Linked DNA regions of Mus musculus: region 1 is linked to region 2. A link is a contact called in public Hi-C data. All regions are on one chromosome and are shown on one strand. The core of a region is the stretch at or near the end of the contact, and the rest is flanking DNA. Distances in the headings are between cores, read along the strand shown. Region 1 overlaps Prkg1 (protein kinase, cGMP-dependent, type I). Region 2 overlaps Prkg1 (protein kinase, cGMP-dependent, type I).

The links. A called contact is a pair of places that touch in the nucleus more often than the background predicts.
Region 1: a contact with region 2 is called in a Hi-C map of cortical neurons, with 2.4 times the contacts expected there. The contact joins two enhancer-like sites. A contact is called at or near these places in 4 of 484 Hi-C or Micro-C datasets (adipose-derived mesenchymal stem cells, cortical neurons and nephron progenitors) and 1 of 115 datasets of contacts at active chromatin or transcription factors (embryonic fibroblasts).

What each region holds. Positions count from the first base shown.
Region 1 is chr19:30,955,762-30,962,802 of GRCm38.p6, forward strand. The region is part of intron 4 of Prkg1 (protein kinase, cGMP-dependent, type I); the gene reads right to left. Among named protein-coding and RNA genes, the nearest start is that of Cstf2t, 120 kb to the right of the region's middle. Within about 2 kb of position 4,865, at least 4 of the 459 cell types and tissues checked have an H3K27ac peak or open chromatin away from gene starts, as enhancers often do. A contact at or near this core is called in cortical neurons, where this site is marked.
Region 2 is chr19:30,839,327-30,845,434 of GRCm38.p6, forward strand. The region is part of intron 5 of Prkg1 (protein kinase, cGMP-dependent, type I); the gene reads right to left. Among named protein-coding and RNA genes, the nearest start is that of Cstf2t, 240 kb to the right of the region's middle. Within about 2 kb of position 4,070, at least 31 of the 459 cell types and tissues checked have an H3K27ac peak or open chromatin away from gene starts, as enhancers often do. A contact at or near this core is called in cortical neurons, where this site is marked.

The DNA of each region.
Region 1 (7,041 bases), core at 3,615-6,114, 120 kb after region 2:
GGTAGCTATAAATAAAACCTACTAAAGTCAGTAATAGGAATATAAGGCCTATGAAAATTTTTAAACTGTATGCATTACCATCCGCACAAAATTCTAATAACAGTAACTGTTGTATGACCCTATGTTGTACTTTTATACTCTACTCCCTTGCTTAGATCTCTCACTCACTGCTGCCATCTTGGTTCTCTGGTTCCACACATTGTACCTCTCAGATGAATCCCTCACTCATACTGTGACATCTCTGTAATTAGACACTGACTTACAGTCACTGAGTGAGTCTCGATTCCTTCTTCATGTCCTCAACTCAGTCACTCGGTGACAGCTCATCACCCTTGACACTATTGCACAAAGTTGGAAATGAACCACTCCTAATTGGTCTTTATTTCCAGCAAATGGTCAATTGGGAAAAAAATAGTGAACAATAACAAAACAAGAACTATTTCTGAAATGATACCATTTAAAAACCACTTAAACTGACTCGTTCACGAAGCAAAGGAAACTTCGTGAACACAGCAATATAAACAGCAAACCCTTAGGATGAATAACATCATTTCCTTCTACAAATTGTTCTCTAGTCCTCTTTTAATCTTTTCTCACTCATTCCTGTAGAGTAGAGCAGTAAACTTAAGCAAAATGACACAAAACGTAAATTTGGTGATCCTGGACACATTTGGACAATCAATCTATAATTTTGTTGTCTATTCAATAATCTTTTATAAAATCTGTAAAAAAATAAATTACTTGTACATTCAAAATGCAAGTTGGGTCAAAAATAAAAAGTGGGTCATGGCATGAAAAATTTGGGTTGGCACCCCCTCCTCCAAGCCAAGTGGCACTGTGCATTATTTCTCTTCAACGGATGGGGTAGCTCCTTACATCAGTGTGACAGAGAATGGTGGAGGTACTCAAGGCAAACAAGGAATTAGGGATATGACTGCTGTTACTTAATATTTGACCCATTCTTTTTATTCCAAATTTATTTAAATACAACACTTTATCAGACTGAAGAAATGATAATGGAAGCAAGTCCTCCTTTGACATTAAACATCCTACCCATCCTTATTAAAGTAGATTCTAAATGGTCACTATGGAAACAAAATTGCTACAATTTAACTTGGTACATGCTGACACAAATGGACTGGCCATCCTGACACTCAATCTGTTCATATCATGCACTTAAAAAAGGAAATAGGACTGGAGAGATGGCTCAGCGGTTAAGAGCACACTGACTGCTCTTCCAGAGGTCCTGAGTTCAATTCCCAGCAACCGCATGGTGGCCCACAACCATCTGTAATAGGATCCAATGCAATCTTCTGGTGTGTGTGTATGAAGACAGCTACAGTGTATACATATACATAAAATAAATAATTCTTTTATTTAAAAAAAAGGAAGTCATTTGTTTTCTCTGAGAAACAAAAGAAGTGAAACTTTTTAATGCATAGAGAAAGAATTCTGCTGGGTGTGGTGGTACCAGGCATGTACCTTCAGCACTTGTGAAGCTGAGTGCAAGAGAACATACTGTGAGTTCAAGGCCACTGTGAACTATATACTCAACTTTTCACCCAACATAAGCTATGTAATGAGAAATTGTCCCATTCAAAAACTTAGAATTATTAGAAAATCAATATTTAAGCTAAATTAGGAATCAAGCACTTTCTGATCAGTGAGCGCATGTCAAGGCACTGTTGTCTTCTGGACATAGCAAGTCAGCTGCACATATAAAACTCCATGGCCACACAGTATGTAAAACACCTGTGTACACACACAGCAGACCACATCTCAACATGAAGATGGGAGATAGGTTCACACCTGAAGCCATAGAACTATTGGCAATTGTTAGCTTCTGGGAGAAAGGGAAATAGCTTTTTCTAAGTGCAGCCCCTGGCAAGTCAACTGTACTCTAGTGGAAAAGCACATCTCCAAGGATACTTGGGCAGTACAAACTGATCTTGAAGGATTAAAAATAACTTGGATGGAAAGAGGGAGTATGTCTGAGAAGATTGATGGAGAGGGCAGTGGATATGATCAAAGCATGTTGTATGAAACTCTTAAAAGAAGTAATAATTCTTTGAAAGTCAATAGTTTCCCTAAAGTTCAGATAAAAATAAATACATTGAAATATTTACAACTATAAAACTTATTGAGGATTTGAACTACAGTGTTATTCATGGTGATCATTTGATCTCAATATCCACCAAAGCTTTAAGTAAATTCTATAAACATTATAATCTTTAATTGAAAGCATAAAATTATCCCATGTTGTATAGAGTAAAAACTGGACATAGCACTAAGTGAGAAAATGTTATGTGGCAGCAATATTTCCTTAAGGCCATCATATAATTTTTATGTGATGATGCTCTTTTAACAATTTAAAATTTTTAAAATATATGACATACAAGGACACACTATAGAAGTCATCCTTTGAAGAGCTTCCTGTACACAAATATATACTCAATATGCACCTATACACAAATGCATGCACATGTACACACATACGTGTGCATAAACTCATAATCTAACATAAAATTCTTGCAGTCATCCCTAATCAGCACAAAAGCCACGCAAATACATAGAACAAACCATTGTTTCTCATGAGTAACGAATCAAAAACCCCAGTGCCAAGAAGTGTGCTTGCTAGTACTGACCAAGGCCATAAGCATCGTCCACAAAAGCTAGAAGGAAGTAACTAGAAACATGGATAAGAGGGAGCGCTCTGCCCCAGCTACCTTCTAGTGCAGCAAATAGACTACCTTCACTAAGCTAAGTTTGTATAAGTCAGATGGAGAGGCCATTGGCTCGGAGCTTGACCTTCAGAGAACACAAGTCATGCAATTCTACCTTAGCAATCTTAGATTAACCTCTTCATTCATGTGTAGCTGGTAGACTGAAAAACCATTGCCAGGAATGCTAACTGTAGGATCTAAGCCAGACACTGTTGTGACTATTACGTCAAATACGGGATGCAAGTCCAGGAACATGTGAATCAAATTATGACTTGGGAACTACTTACACAATGAAAGAGTCCAGCTGACCCATGTCCAATCTGTGTTCCACTCTGAACAAGGTCTCTTGAAGTGCTTGTTATCGTTATAAAGAGTCCACATATGGTTTCAAAATGTGAAAACTATATATTTTATTTTATTATTGTTTGAATAAAATCAATCATAATGGAAAATTATCTCGCTTCAAATATCTTATATCAGGGGATCAGGGGCTGAGAGATGGCTGGCTCAGCAATTAGGGTACTTGCTTCTACTTTCCGCACACATCCCTGGAGCCTGGTCTCCAGCAGAGTTCATACTTAATGAATGTTTGTTACATGTAACGTGAATTACACCATAGTCACTTTTAAGTGGTACAGAGAGACTTGCCCCCTGGAATTAGGCTGCAAGAGGACCAGAAGACATTCTCAAATTGCTGCAGTGTTCTTTGAGAGGAGATAAGCTCTTTACCACTGGAAGGATTTGCCTACATTTGACATGACAGTTTGACTAAAGCCATTCATCAGTGGGGATCAGGAGATGATGAGATGAACTCAGATCTCTGCTGCTCTGAAATGTGAGAATTCAGGCTGTTATTTCCTACCCACAAAAAGTTTGTATTTTAACTACACTGTTTATTGACTAGAGTGTTACAGGCTGTTAATTACACTTGCTTCTGTTTAGAATAGCAGCTTCGACTGGAGAGATGACTAAGAGAGTGGTTAAGGAAACTGACTGCTTTTCCAGAGGTCCTAAGTTCAATTCCCAGCAACCACGTGGTGGCTCACAACCATCTGTAATGGGATCTGGAGCCCTCTTATGGTGTGTCTGAAGACAGCTACAGTGTACTCAGACATAAAATAAATAAATCTTTTTTAAAAATTAAATTAAATACCAGCTTCAGTGAACACAGAAAACCACTGAAAAACAAAAAACAAAAAAAAAACAAACAAAAAAACCAAACCTATGCTCCGAACCTCGAGAGGAACTGCAGGATTCATAAAGTTAGTTATTAGCTGATTCATGATTATAAGGTGTGTTAGAATCAAAAGAATTCTCAGTCATATTTGAAGTATAATGATGCAATATGCCTTTTAGGAAATGGGACATTAGTTTAACAAGAAATCTCTTGGTCATATGAAAACAAAACAACAGAAAACAAAATCAAGCAGCTTCCGAGCCCCTTAAGATCCACAGATGCCTTATTATCGGCTCCCACCTGCGGTCCCTGCTGCAGAGTGCCACTTCCCATTTGTGTAGACCACTGTTCTTGGTAACAAGCTGCCTCGAAGCAGACACATCAATTTATCATTTTAGCAAAGTCTCAGAGTACTCCACAGATGGACGTTAGGGAGAAGAGGGATGGTCTGCCACCTGCATTTGGCAAATTATTTGTTCCTGATCTACTGATCTAAATTAAAACTGGATCTGAAATGCCTGGGAATAACCCAGAGATGGCACTCACTGAACTCTGCCCGTTGAAGCGACACTCCCAGGGATTACAAAACAAACCTGTGTGTGGCATCTCTCAACTATACACTAGACTGAATTGCTTCTGAGAAAAACAAAAAACAAAAAACAAAAAAAAACAGGAAGACATTTCTATTGGTTAATAGGGACAGTCAAATGGAGCCATTCCCTACGTTTTTCCAGGGTGGCTTCATGGGACCAGGTCAGTAGAAGCCACAGACACATATTCCTGACGTTGACCCCAGGACCCCCATTGGAAGGCAGGGTAGCACCTGCTGCAGGAAGGCAGCAACCCTTCCCTTTATGGTTTTATGTTTTGCTGAACAGCCATGACTTCCAAGAAGCATAGACATCCCAATCAAAACCACACCCCTGCGCAGCACAGCTGTCTGCCTGGCTATTAGTACATTGTTTGCCAGTTCCATACACGTCTCCAAAGATGAGTGATTTTTCAGAAACACAGCCTGTTCTGAAGTACAGTCAGTGAGTCACAATTTTCTGCTGACCATGCCATTGCCATTTCTGTCTCTTTCTTATTTTAAGTACAGACACGGGAATCATTCCCCACACAGAGCACTGAATTAAATGTTTCTGCCAAACACAATAGGGGTGGGCATGAGGGGAGTGAGTAGATGTATTTAATTGGACTGAATCCCATCACTTTATATGTAAAAGCGAAAATACACAGCAGAACGTTGAGTGCAGAAATGGACTGGAGAAGTGATGTGCTTAATAAATCAACCATGTGTATTTCATCTTTATTTCAAGCATGATTACAACCCTGAAATACCTACTCAGGCATCTATTGAAAAAAAAAAAAACAAAGAGAAAAAAATAAAAAGGGAAGGAAGCCTTCCTTAGGTCAATGGTTATAAGAACGTTCCTTCTCATATGTTTCTCCTGATAAGTCGGTTCATGCTACAGCAGGCTATTAGTAATCTAGAAATTACCTAATTATACCCTGTGCATTCCAAGAACTCAAAAAGCTGAAAAGATTCCAAATACATCCCTTCTTTTACCCCTAAAGGGAGAGAAGAAGGTAAAGAGACTTTAAGACACCATCAGGGAAGCTGCTAGTTCACTGTGGAAGGATGCCTTGGAGGCAAAGCTATTTCTATGGCTCAGGGGAGAAAGCTCCCTCTGGAGACACATGCATCAGAATAGATCCCACTGACTCTCCAGGACACTTTCTTAGAGAGATTTTTCTGCCTAATAGCAAAAATGTGGAACAAAGCAGTTGTGATGAAATACCTGAATTTTTCAGCTTCATTTTAGTACTCTTGACAAAATAAACCAAAAACAATGAAATCTTCCTACAAACTCTTGGGCAAAATGTTTTTTTAAAGTTCCAGACACAAATATTGCTAAAATTATACCATACCTTTTGATTTTCGCCCAAATCTTACCCATTAGTTATATATTCCATCACTGTCCAATAGCTTTCAACTAATGAATGATTTCATATTTACAGTTACTTTCATGAAGTATATCGATACCAAACTCACCAAGAGCATTTATATGAAAAGAACTTGGTTTTCAGGCTTTCCAAGTAGCCATGGTATTAAGTGCAGCAAGCCTTAAGGAACTGGAGAAACACCCCCATCCCACACAGGGCAGTGTGCCATTTAGAAATACTTGTCTAACAGAAAAGCTCAGGGTGAGTTGAAAATTAATACGCATCATTTACAAACCAAGGAATTTTTTTTACATTTTTCCATTATTTTAATATTTTATTTATTTATTTACAATCCAGATTTTACTCCCCTACTGGCCCACCCTTCAACTGTTGCACATCCCATATCTCCTCCTCACCCCAACCCCTGTCTCCACAAGGATGTCCCCACCACCCACCCACCAGACCTCTAAACTCCCTGGGGAAGAAGCTGGGGAGGTGGGGGACCCTGAAGGAGGACCAAGAATCTCAGTTAACATGGACCCCCAAGATCTCTCAAACACTGGACCACCAGCCAGGCAGCATAAATCAACGGAATCTTCATCTATTAATTTATCTTGTCGGTATTTGCTGAAGGGTACCAGAGACCAAGCAGAGATTATGGAGATAAGAGACATCTTTTCTGCTCTCAAAACTATCACATTGTCATGGAAACATCAGAGCAAACAAGCAGGCCAACATGGTAACTTTTACTAAAAGACGCATCTATGTAGGTCCTGGAGGTCACAGAGAACTGGCTACAGTATTCTCAGGGAAAGTGAAGACCAAGGGGTCTTAGCTCAGCAGAGAGGGAATAAGGTTGTATGGACTTGGGAAGGGCTTGACAAAGCTGCAGAGAACAAGGGTTGTGAACATCAGAGGGCTATGGCAGGATGCAAAGCATCCGAGATGGCAAACAGCAAGGGCTGGCAGGGTAAAGGTAAACACTGCAGACCATAACTGCCTCAATGTCTAATAAAGCATGCTATTTATTTCCCTAAACTTCAATATTCAGAAGTCTTGGCTTTATTTTTAAATGTTCTACAAAGAACACCTGCAAAAACCTATTAACTTTCATCTTGAGGCAAGTTGTACCACCACAGCTACTTATTTTGTTTTTCCTTTCTGTTGCTGCTGCTGTTTGTGAGACAAGACCTC
Region 2 (6,108 bases), core at 2,820-5,319:
TGAACTCGGTATCTAAGAGAGTTTTCCACGGGCCAGAGAGAAATGGATTACAAAAGGTTATGTGGATCAGAAGGCATCTCACTAAGCTGCTTATGGTAATAATAAGAGATTACAATGAACCAGGGATTGTGCTAAGGGCTTTGTGCACGGATTAACAATAAAATTGATCAAGCTAACCCAGAATGCTTGACGAATACCAAAGTATGCTAAAAGTACTAATTACATCCAATCATAACTATGTTTTGATTGGTCAAGTTGGACCTATAAAATCATTTTCTGAAAAAAAATGTTCTCTGTGTTAAAATAAATGTAGAATGTCAATATGTATTAAAGCATTGGCTCTGGTGGCAGTGGCACAGACCTTTAATCCAAGAACTTAGGATGCAAAGACAGGAGGATCTCTGTGAGTTTGAGGCTAGCCTGGTCTACAAAGCTAGTTCTAGAACAGCCAGGGCTGTGACACAAAGAAACCCAGTCTCAAAAAAACAAAAAACAAAAAACAAAAACAAAAGGAAAGACTATTGATACATATCTATACCCTTGTTTTCTCATATTTGTGTGTATATTTAATGTATATCAGTAGTATTTTTCAAAATACATTATTATATCAGCAAAAAGATTCTTCAGAAAATCGACCAAAATCTTCAAATTTATACTCTAAGATCACTAAACTTGAAAATGTTGACATGTTCAAAAAAATCCTCTTCTCTATGCCATGCTAATATGAGGAAAATATCTTTTCTTCACAAGAATACATAAGAATGGACTACAAAAGTAAGGCTGCTTTGTTTATCTGCTTTTTCCCCATTTAACTGTGAAAAAGCCATCACGGAAATATTTTACCTCTGTTGTCGGAGCGTTCTGTCCGGAAGATGCCTTGTTAATAGATATTTTCAGGAGCCAAATCTCACTAAATAAGTTCTTTTGTTACCTCATCCTTTTGAAAAATAAAAACAACTTCTTCTTCTTCTTCTTCTTCTTCTTCTTCTTCTTCTTCTTCTTCTTCTTCTGCTTCTCCTTCTCCTTCTCCTTCTCCCTCCTCCCTCCTCCCTCCTCCCTCCTCCTCCCTCCTTCCCCTCCTCCTCCTCCTTCTCCTCCTCTTCCCCCCCCCACCCCCGGAAACAGGGTTTCTCTGTATAGCCCTGGCTGTCCTGGAACTCACTCTGTATATCAGGCTGGCCTCAAACTCAGAAATCCACCTGAATTCTGGCTCCTGAGTACTGGGATTAAAGGCGTGCACCACCATCTATGATTTTATGAGTGAAAATAAATGTCTTTGGATAGCTGATATCTCTGCCTTACATAACTGCGATTTTCAACTACCTTCACTCGGTGGATGAAAGGTTATTGACGAGAGAACTCAAACTCGAGCTGAAGCTTCTATTACTCATTTCAACGATAAGTCATTTGAATTCCACTGGAGGAAGCTGAATCTGATTCAAACAATCACTCCTCCAAAAACTGATGTTGAACAATGCCTTTCTCCATGCTGAGGCAAAATATATGACAAAGGCGACTTATGGGTGGAAAAGCTTATTTTAGCGCACAATATAAGGGGTAAAATCCACCATGCTGGGGAAGGTGTTATGGAAGGAGCATGGGAAAGAGAGCCGGTCACACTGCATTGGCAGACAGGCAGCTGAGAGAGATGAGTGCTGGTGTCCAGTCAGCTCTTTCCTTTTTATTCAATATGAGGCCTCAATCTACAGGATACTGGGGTTCATATTTAGATGGGTCTTTCCTCTTCATTTAAACCTTTCTGGAAAGTGCCAGATGTGTGTTACCATGGTGATCCTAAGTACTGTCAACCTGACCATGAGTACCACCTATCTCTGGCACATAGTCAGAGCTGTCATCTGGATTTTTCTTGATCAATGTCAGCTCTATAACATGCCTTTGTTTCTCTGTGTGTTTATACAACAAGAATATCTATAAAAAAACCTGAGAGCATTTATATTTATTATAATACTCAAGTATTTTTTAATTCCACTTGTAGACACCATAGCCTATTTCAGATACTTCCATTCCATGAATTCCTTAATTATGTGAGAGTGTTGTTTTGTACCATGATGCTATTTTGTCAAATCAATGACCAATCCCAAAACAGAATATCTTCAACATTAAATTTTAAGAGTCTAAAATAGAACTCATCATAGAAATAAAATCTTTCTTACTTAAGATAACTTCAAAACCTACTATTTAATTTTATATAGTGATCAAAATATTATTTAAATTAATATACTTATTTGAGGCATTTATAGAAGACAGCATCATAAGTCCTCAAAGGTCTCAACACATCCCAATCTTCAGAATGTCTGTACACTCTATTTTATATGGAAGAGGAACTTGGTAGATGTGATTAAGAAACTTGAAATAGGAAAATTATCATCAATTATCCGAAGGAATCAAAATACTAGAGACATTATAAGAGAAAATCAAGAGGGTCAAATCCAGAAGATAAAACTTAAAAAGGTGCATGACACAGAAGCCAACGTTAAACTCATGTGATTAGAAAAAAGTACTGACTAAGGAATTTAGGAGATAATTTTGGCTTTCTAACATGAACCCCACAAATCCAGTGTTCTGCTGGTTTTCTGGGTTACCCACCCAAACTCTAAATAGACAAAGCAGTGTTAGTACAGCCAGCCTTTCAGTGGAGCCTGGTATCGCTGGCCTCTGAGAGGCTCTGCCAGCACCCGACTAAGGCAGGTGCAGATACTCACAGCCAACCATTGGACTGACCGGGGGAACCCCAATGAAAGAGTTAGGGGAAGGACTGAAGCAGCTGAAGGGGTTGGCAACCCCATAGTAAGAACCACAGTGTCAACTAACCAGATGCCTCAGAGCTACCGGGGACTAAGCTGCCAACCAAGAGTACAGACATGGGTGGGTCCATGGCTCCTGCTTCATATGTAGCAGAAGATTGCCTCATCTGACATCAGTGGGAGGGGAGGCGCTTGGTCCTGTGTAGACTTGATGCCTCAGTGTAGAGGGATGCTAGAGAGTTGAGAGGTCAGTGGGTGAGTGGGTGGAGGAGCACCCTCTTAGAGACAAAGGGGAAGGGAATAGGTGGAGTGTACATAGAAGGGAGACCAAAAAAAGAGGGATAAGATTTTAAATGTAAACAAATGAAATGATTAATGGAAAAAAATCTACCTCAAACACCAACTGCACAGTAAGTGGGAGGTGAGTAAAACTCACAAGTAACAACATTGCCCTATAAAAGCTGGGGAAGTTCAAAAGTGTGAAGGAATCTGCCTTAATTATGATTTTCATAGTAGCATTTTTTTTCAATCAGTAATGAAGGACGTCTTATCAATTTTCCTATTTTACTCCAATGCCTAGTGTATGTATGTTTCTGGTTTAGGTTATACACATGGGCACCACTGAAATGAGAAGTCCTAATATTTGTTAAGCCTGCTAATTTAACTGAAATCTAATTCTTCATGCTGGTCTTGGTAGCACAAGCCTGTAATCACACTGAGAGTGGCCAGAGCAGTATGATGACAAGTATAAGATCAAAGCCTTCCTGAGCTTCAGCAGGAGTGTGTGTGTGTGTGTGTGTGTGTGTGTGTGTGTGTATCTCAAAAAACTTCAATGACTCCTTCAGCCATCTATCATATTGTACTTGGTATTTAACCTTTTCTTCCATGAAAGCTAACCACATGCTTGTTTAGAGGGGTTTACAGTTTATGTCGGCTATTCTCACAAAACTAATTTTTGAAAGTTACATCTTCTGAGCCAGCCCTTTGCTATAGCTGTGTGACTTCACAAAGGCTCTGAGAGATCATGTTACAAAAGACTCTGCACTTCAGCTCACATTTGTATAAGGCAGCAGTCATATGAGACGATTCCACTTGCATTCCAGTAGATGAGAAGAGCCAAGTGCTTAGAATCCCTAAACAATCTCACAGCCCTCCCCCCCACCCCACCCTACCCCCCCCCTTTTTTTGGCAGAGCTATGAACTAGGGAAGTCGGATATCCTGCCTCCTAGATCCTATCTGGGTCTCTACTAAATGACAAAATTGAGCATCTCTGCATAAGGCACATGATTCATCTCCTATTTTAGTCGGATCACAGACAATCTGCTTTCTAACAGCTGCCTGCAAAACTCTAAGGAGATTTAAGAGGATACTGTACCAATGACAGTAGATTGTTTTTGCTTCATTTTACCAATAGGTGGCACCGTAGACAACAGTATAGCCCCAGTAAGTCTGACATAATTTTAAATGTAGGAATATAGACAAAGGCTTTTGTTTTCCTTTTTCTCTTCCTTTCCTTTCCTTTCCTTTCCTTTTTTTTGGGGGGTAGGGATATAAGAGAAAACTATCCCACCATGCCCCCACCTATGTTCGATAGCTATATAACTTATTTATGTAGTCACATTTGATAGCTATAAAGCTGATATGGAGCTCCAAGTATAGACTCATTTCTGCTTTCCCCTTCATATGTCCCTTCCCCAATGACTAGTCTAGTCATTTGACCCCATTGACATCTGTTCAATAAGAACTATTGGAGTAGCTCAGAGGTAATTGTGTTTGCTAGGCACGGTGGCTCACACCTGTGACCCAGCGCTTGTAAGGCTGAGGCGTGAGGATTGTCACAAGTTTGAGGCCAGCTGGGAATACAGTGAGTTCCAGGTCAGCCTTGGCTACCCTGTTTCAAATCAGGCCCAACTCATAGTCCCTCCCCCAGGGAAATAAATGCAATGAGCACACAGGTGTTCCCTAGATCAGGAACCTTATTTAAATAAATCTAGAGGTTCTTGTGAAAAAAAATAAAGAAGAACCCATTAGGTGTTGATTCAGAATAATTCCAGGTTAAAGGTTTTATTTATTTATATAGTCACTTTTACCTATCTTAGAAATAGAGCTATGGGGTTGGGTGATGGCTTAGCAGGCAAAAGCTCTGACCACAACCTGAGTTTAACAACCTGAGTTCAAATCCTGTAACCTATGTGAAAGCCAGATGTCAGGGCGCAAATCTGTAATCCCAGCCTCCTACCTTGAGGTGGGAGGGGGAGACAGGAGATTGCATCAAAAGTCCAAGAGCCAGCGAATCTGAAGCAGGTAACAGCGGAGCAATCTAAACAAAAGATCCTACCTCAGCAAAGTCCAGGGCAAGAACCAACTCTTGAAAGTTGTCTCTGTTTTACATGTGTATACAGGCATGCCCATACATACACATAAGCATGATGGTGGTAATAATAATAATAATAATAATAATAATAAATAATGGCTAATTAAAGCAAGAATCTTCAGTACCAACGCTTGTTAGTCTAACTAGATCGTGTCTAGAAGTTAGCTGATATAACACTAAGGGATTTTAAACTCAAACACAAGAAAACTCACACAAGCATTTATAACCATATGGGAACACTAATATGCATAATCTTATGGTCTTTAATCACCAACAGGTCTGTTTAAGCCTAATATGAGTCACAGATATCACTCCCTGTGCACTGAGACTATAGATAATAAGAACTGACTTTAAAAACCACAAAATTCCCTTCACTCCCAGCTTTCATGGTCTTAGGTAGTGGTGCCCCCGGAGGGTCTGAAGACAGGGATGCTGGACTCATTGGTAGTACTTCATCCACTTAAAGTTGAACATCTCACCAGTCACTGGATAGAACCAAATTCTTCCCATTTCTAAATGTTTAATCCTTATGATTGCTCCCCTATTAGAACCTTCAGCTTTATCCAGATCTCTCTCAGCTGTCTGTAGAGAGCCAAGAGGATGTGGGAGTGGCTGGAGAGACGCAGTAAAGTTCAAGTGGATACCAGACTACGGTCCACTCCGTGGCAGTGTGTGACTAATATATTAAAGGCTCTGAGTTCTATCCCTAGCACAGCAAGGGAAAGAAGCCAAGAGGAAAGAATTTGAGCCATACTTACTTTTCCAGTTCTGTGCACTGAATACTACCTCGAATATACTCTTCTTCCATCTCTAGTAATAAAACACACTGGATGACACACACTGACAGGTACCACAGACAGGAAGGATGCCTCTGCCTGTCTGGTAAGAAGGCAGCTCTGCCATCTTTTCTAAAGTCTTCTCCGGATCTCTCAAGGCTCGTGACCAGTTACACACTGACTATTCCCTGT